Linked DNA regions of Sus scrofa: region 1 is linked to region 2. Evidence: chromatin contacts called from public Hi-C data. All regions are on one chromosome and are shown on one strand. The core of a region is the stretch at or near the end of the contact, and the rest is flanking DNA. Distances in the headings are between cores, read along the strand shown.

Evidence for each region. A called contact is a pair of places that touch in the nucleus more often than the background predicts.
Region 1: a contact with region 2 is called in a Hi-C map of alveolar macrophages, with 2.6 times the contacts expected there. The contact joins two enhancer-like sites. A contact is called at or near these places in 1 of 5 promoter capture datasets (liver), 14 of 47 Hi-C or Micro-C datasets (alveolar macrophages, embryonic fibroblasts, fetal heart ventricle and 6 more) and 1 of 2 datasets of contacts at active chromatin or transcription factors (alveolar macrophages).

What each region holds. Positions count from the first base shown.
Region 1 is chr1:51,500,046-51,503,227 of Sscrofa11.1, reverse strand. No RefSeq gene overlaps it. Among named protein-coding and RNA genes, the nearest start is that of MIR30A, 89 kb to the right of the region's middle. Within about 2 kb of position 1,642, at least 6 of the 83 cell types and tissues checked have an H3K27ac peak or open chromatin away from gene starts, as enhancers often do. A contact at or near this core is called in alveolar macrophages, where this site is marked.
Region 2 is chr1:51,230,357-51,233,912 of Sscrofa11.1, reverse strand. No RefSeq gene overlaps it. Among named protein-coding and RNA genes, the nearest start is that of OGFRL1, 81 kb to the left of the region's middle. Within about 2 kb of position 1,847, at least 7 of the 83 cell types and tissues checked have an H3K27ac peak or open chromatin away from gene starts, as enhancers often do. A contact at or near this core is called in alveolar macrophages, where this site is marked.

The DNA of each region.
Region 1 (3,182 bases), core at 393-2,892, 270 kb before region 2:
AGTGCCTTAGGACACTAGCTCCTTCCCTCTCTCTCCCTCCTCTCCTCTTTAATCCATGGCAAGACCATTCAGATTCTGAAAATCACAAAGCTTAATAGACACAGTTCACTTCCTTCCCATGGCAAACACATGTTGGCAGATATGAGCCAATTGATGAGCCCTGTATGTGAAAAGGAAAGTAGTGTCTTCTACTCCACCTGCAGCCTTTACACCTATGTGTTTAGGAAACCAGTTCACCAAACAGGCTGGTCTTGAGAGGGATAACATGACACATGGGGGAAGAGTTGGTTTGTTGTTTATCCCCATAAGTGTATTTAACCATAAGCTTTGGGATTTTCTTTTTCAGTCCTGTAGCTTCCTGACCCATTCATTTAATAAAAGAGCAAAATTCGGAGGTCCTGCTGTGGCTCAGCAGGTAAAGAACCCAACATAGTGTCCTGAAGATGTGGGTCAATCCCTGGCCTTGCTCAGTGGATTAAGGATCCGGTGCTGCCACAGGCTACAGCATAGGTCAAAGATGTAGTTTGGATCTGGTGTTGCTGTGGCTATGGCATGGGCCAGCAGCTGAAGCTCCCAGTTGACCCCTAGCCTGGGAACTTCCATATGCCTCAGGTACAGCCTAAAAAGAAAGAAAGAAAAAAAAAGAACAGCATAATTCAATAATTCTTACCATGTTAAATTCTGCTCTCATATTGTCCCTGCCCTTCCAGCTTGATCTTTAGCCTATGAGACCTGTTCCTAAGAGGCATGGTCCCTTCTTTTCCTCCTCCTATCCCTCTTCCTATGAGCTGTCACATAGGAAGAAGAAATAGAAAAGTAATAGAGGTCTGACATAGCTGGTTCCCTGTTGATGGGAGAAGATAACCCTAAAATCAACTCCTCTGGGTTCCCACAAGTATGGGGTCTCTAAACAGAGGTTGTGTGTGACTTTTCAGCTTCACCTTGACCCCTTCCTTTACTGAGGATCCCTTCAGAAAGGGTCAACCACATCTCCCCTTTGGCTCCACCAGGATGCTCTGAACAGGGCATCCTCTTGCCAGTCTAGCAGCACATCTTCTTTAACTTGATGCACCTCCTTGCAGGGCTCCAGGGTCCTTATGTGAGTCCTCTGATGGGTCAAGAGCTTGTCTCTATTTTATGTCCATGTACTCACCGCCAGGGTTGCCACATGGTGCATGATTCAGCTGCTCTGGTGAGGCTTCTTTCTGATGAAACCACCAGGTAGAAATAGCCTTGAGTCTTCACGCTCATCTCTGGCCACTAACTCTAGGGGACACACATCAACATCTCCTAAGATATCCTCACCTTTGTCCCAGGGGTCACACCAGGGCAGCTCTCCAGCTCTGCAGCTCAATAAACATTGAGTCTAGAAAGAGATGCTCAGGGCTTGGGCTCCCCATCTTGCAATTCAACCTCCATCCCTCTGCTCATCTGGAAGGGAGAGCTAGCTGTCTATGAAAATGCATGCTCCCCTTCCAACATCTCTGGGAGACTAAGACCCGGTCAACGAAGACTTTGTTTCCTGCCCCTCTGGAACATAGGTGGGATGAGGTGACTTCGTCTCACCAGTCTCACCAGTGGAAAGACAACAGGGGTCACGTGTCATCTCCAGGTCTAGTCTTTTTCGAAGCGGGCTGGCTTCCTGCTTTCTCTTCCTCATTCTGTCAGTTAGATGTACAGAGCTGGTGTGCCCTGGGAGATGGTCAATATACAGCATGCAAGGAGGAGGAAAGCCACCTTCTGACCTTCTGCACACAGAGATTTCATGTGTGCAAGGAAAAAAGCACTATTCTGTCATGATTGTTCTGCATTCTGTCACAGCACCCTGAATTACCCTAGCCTAATATCTAATATGTTCATGAGAGAAGAAAAAGTTTTGAGGTGGTGGCTGGAGCTGATAAGACCAGGTCTGCCAACTCTAAGCAAAGTCTAGAGATACTAAGATCCAATTGTGAAGCATCTTCTTTAAAATGCATATTGCGAGCTGACTTCATTTTACTCAGCATTGAGCCCTCATCATCATCATCACATCACCATCACCATCCTCAGAGCTCAAAACTATATGCCAGATTCTGCTCTGATCCTCTTCTACATATAAGCTCTTTTAATACTCACAGCCACTACAGTTCACAGGTGAAGAAATTAAAGCACAAAGTTTATGGAATCTATTAAACATTATGTACCAGGAGGCAACACAACCAGAATTCACCCTCAGGCACTCTCACTCTAGATCCCAAGGTTTTCATGCATGGAATACACAATCTCCAACTTCCATGTCTTCTCCTTGTTTCCAAGACTTTGAGGAAAGTCTATTCAGCATCTTCTCTACGCATATTTTATGTGGTTATATGACTCATGTTTCCCCTGACCAAGTGGAGAGAATAACACACTGAAGATGAAGTGGAGAGATGAGCCTTCTCCCATTTCCTTCAGAACCGATGTGCTACCAAATGATCTTTACACTCCCCCCTCTCTCTCTGCTGTCTAATTCCATTCATGCCAACCAAAGCTGGAGACCCTGGGATAGGTGTGATCCTGGCCTCACTTCTATACAAACCATGAATGTTCTGAATAGGAAAAAATGGCCTGCCTCCTGACATTATTAAAACTCCCAACACAGAACAGAAGTTTTTGCTTCTTTATATCACACACACACACACACACACACACACACACACACACACACACATGGTTCAGCTCATTCTCTGATTTCATTTTAATTTTCAATTTCACTCCAAATTTGGCACAAGAGCTTGGGAATGGGGGAAGAGGCTATAGAGGCTGTTTCAAGAAAATACCAAAAGGTAGTTAAATATTGTACTTGAAATGGACATCACTGTCACCAGCACACTTGCCCTCCCATCTCCCATCCCCACCCCTTTCCCAAACTTTAGTCAGTGTCTCTACACAAAGCTTATGTACACATGGCCCTTGTATCCTCCTCACCCCCTCCCTCCTTATTTATCCCAAGGCTCAGGGACTGTGACCAACTGTGAGTTCCTTATGTTCTGGAAAAACAATTCAAGTTCTTGTGGAAATAGAATCCCCAACAGCACTCCCCACCCTTTGTCAGTCCATCCCCCCAAAAATGAAGAATATACATCGATCGACCTGATTCAAAACAACTACACTACTGAAGTCCCTACTCAAGGGCTATGCCTGGGATTTTAACCCTTTAAAGT
Region 2 (3,556 bases), core at 598-3,097:
CCCTTCCAAATATGTTATAGTGTCAGAACACAAATACCACTTGCTTTTCAACTCAGAACCCAAGTAGGATTTTTTGTTTGTTTTTGTTTTTGTTTTGTTTTGTTTTGCTTTGCTTTTTAGGGCTGCACCCTCGGCATATGGAAGTTCCCAGGCTAGGGGTAGAATCAGAGCTACAGCTGCCAGCCTATACCACAGCCACAGCAACATAGGATCTGAGCCACATCTGTGACCTACATCACAGCAATGCCGGATCCCAGACCCACTAAGCAAGGCCAGGGATCAAACCCAAAGCCTCATGGGTACTAGTGGGATTATTTTCTGCTGAGCCACGATGGGAACTCACCAAGTAAGCTTTTTTTTAAAAAACCATTCCCATGTGTCAAGTTGTTAATTGTGCTAAATTCCTTTCTCTAAGAAAGTGATGTGACATTATTGAATTTACTGATGACATAGCAAATTTCATTCTGTTACTGGTCAACAGGAGGTAAAGTCAAAGTGTATGGTTTCAGGGAAATGATCAGTTAAATGACCAAATCTGAAACAGTCTAGTGAGGAAGAGATCCTGTCATTACACATGAGGCAGGATTCAGAAATATCATGAGTGAGTCTCTTAGCCTCCAACTACCTGTCCTAGATGCCATCTTTTTTCCTGAGCTAACCAGAAAGCAGTTTTTCACTATGACCACCGCAATTTCTCTTATTAAGAAGGAACATCGTCTCCGGCAGCTGCCACCTGCATAATCCCTGAGATGGCTGATAAGTGTTTTGTCGGCCTTGGCATGTGTTCTTGCCAATGTACAATCAACAAGGAAATTGCACTCTGGGGTAATCAAGCTCATCAATGTTTGTGGGCTGGTCATGTTTGACTTTTTAGAATAAATGAGGTCGGTATGCATAGCAGCAATAAAAATAAACATTTATTGTGTGTCTGGTATATGCAGAGCACTGTGCTAACTTTGGAACATACAAGGTGGTACCTAAAAGAACTAACAGTATAACTGAAGATGTAAGACATAGGTCTAAAAAAAATGTAAATTACAGGTAGTATCAGACCTTTACACCCAAAATGTGTGGTTTGGAGAATCAATGTCATGGGAACTCACAGGATAGAGCAGTTTGGAGGGCTGAGGTAGGTGGAGGAGGAGGTGATAACTCCAGGTATGGAACTCACCTGCTGCATTCCTTTCTAACTCAGTCCTCATCATGACCATCCAAGACAAAGTATTGTGTCTGCCTGCATTTCTCTCCCATTTCACAGGTGAGGAAATGGAAGCTTGGGGTTAAGTAACTTGCTTAAGTCACACACCTTGTGTCCAAGCCCTCTGGCTCTTAATCACCACCCTAGATAAGGGTGTTGGACTTGAAGGTGATTGGGAAGGGGATACAGTTTAGGGAGAAAGACCAATGTGGCCAGTGGAGTTTATGATGAAACACTGTAGAGGCCACCCAAGCTGGTGGTTGGCTTTGCCAATCCAACTCCACATGGCAAGGGTGACCCCCAACAGTCAGAGCACCAAGAGAAGAACCCTAAGGTGGCAACACCACTAAATAAGCAAGTCCACCCTCCAGGACACATGTCAGAGAGCAAACTAGAATTTAAGGAGAGAACCCTAGACAGGGCAAGACAACATCTGAGCAGACACTGATGTGCCAAGGTACCCAGAGAGTGACCCCCATACAGAGCAGGACATGGGTCATGAGGTGATTAATTTAATCAGAGCAGGACAAGGAGGGGTGGGGACCTGGAGTCACTCACTCCCAGGATAGTAGGCACTGTGGGGACAGAGTCAGTAATAGCCACCAGAAGAAAGGTCAGCCTGCCAAGCAGAGCTTGACATCCAGAGGTGCCATGACCTTTTTAGCATAAAGTTACACCAAGCTGCCACCTGGTGGACAAGGGCACTAGGTCCATCATCAGAGTACAGGAGTCCAGAGCTAAGACCCAGGGACAGAGCCTGAGTAGCAGCAAAATTAACTTTATGTCAAGTTATACCTTTTCCTGGCAAAAGCCCTAATGACTCTTCTGTCTGGGTGAGACCTGAGCAGAGTTTAAGATGGGATTAAGCCCACAGGTAAGGATCCGGATCCCAGTTATACTTGATTAAGGCTCCAAATGATGAGAACCTAGGTTCCATTGTTTAGCAAATAATTGATGAGTGCCTACTATGTGCCAAGTACTGTTCCAGACAAAGATCAAACAGGCCTTTGCTCCCTTGGCACTCACATTCCAGAGGAGGCATCATCAAATCACTAAGATGAGGCAAAAGAAGGTTCCAGGAAAAAGGAACAGCTTTGCAAAGGGGCTGAGGCTGAAATGCCATGGGTTATTTGAAAGAAAAATGCAGCAAAAGGGTTATGGAAGGAATCTAGGGAATTCAGCCATAGACTGTACCCAGAATCACCAAAGTGTGTGGGCCAGAAGAACCCTGTGGACCACTTGGACACCACCATGAGCAGAGAGGTGGAGTGAGAGAAAGCATGAAGCACATGAGTCCTAGAGAAGACAGGCCCTGTGGCGGTCACTGTGACAGGAGGAAGTCTCTGAATTACATCCACCAGACCACCAGAAATACAGGTGGTCCAGGCAGGATCCAGTCAGGGAAGCTGACACCCTTATCCCAACCTCAAGTGAGCCCCAGAGCTTTCCAGGGCTGAGGATGACACTCTCATTCTCAGAGGCCCTTCCAATTCTGAAATCCTCTAATGCCTCAAAGTGTGCTCACCTGGTTACCAGCAGTGAGACTTCAGTGGCATCAGAGAGGTGGGGAAGGTGGGGAGGCAGCTGGCAAACGGGCGACAGGATCCAGGTTCTTTCCTGATTCCAGGCTCTGCTGTGGCCTTGAACACATCACGTAGCCCTCAGTGTCCTCATCCATAGAGTGCAAGTGTTCCAGGCTACATCTCAGCTCTTGTGTGCATTGAGCCTAGAATCTTAGTTTGCTTTGACAGTGAAAAAAAGGACAAACACACAGCTGATGTAATGCTTTTTTAAAAAAATACAAGCTCTCAATGAAAACATCTTAAAACAAATAGTGTTAATTGCCTTCGCCTTTACACCTCATCTCCACCAGAGCTCGTAATTTTGTGGAGTCAGTGTGTAAAGCTTGAGTTTCAATGCTTGCCTTCATAACTCCTGCAGCATTTAAGTAAATGCTTTTTCAAATACAATGCAAAGGAGTGAGTCTAGAAATAAGACAAAAGTCAACAAATTATTAAGTTTATTTTGCACGAATTAAACTCACTGCAATGTATACACAAGATTCTAATGCAACCAGGTCTCCTGGGTAGTTTCCCAGGTGTCTCTATAAATGCTGTCAGTGCTCTCAGCCTGCTTTAGAACACATAATGAATATGCTTGCTCTAACAATACCATCAACTGTTTCTGAACCAAAGGCTGTCAGACTCTACTTTTCCTTTATTTTAGGCAGAATAAAAAGCCCAACTCTCAGGGAGACTTGTAATCAGAAGAAAAGGTGACAGAATGTTGGCTAATTTGCCTCCCTAAGGCCTCTTGCAAGTTGCCTATGGTCTGACTGTTTTATTATCCCAGTTTGTC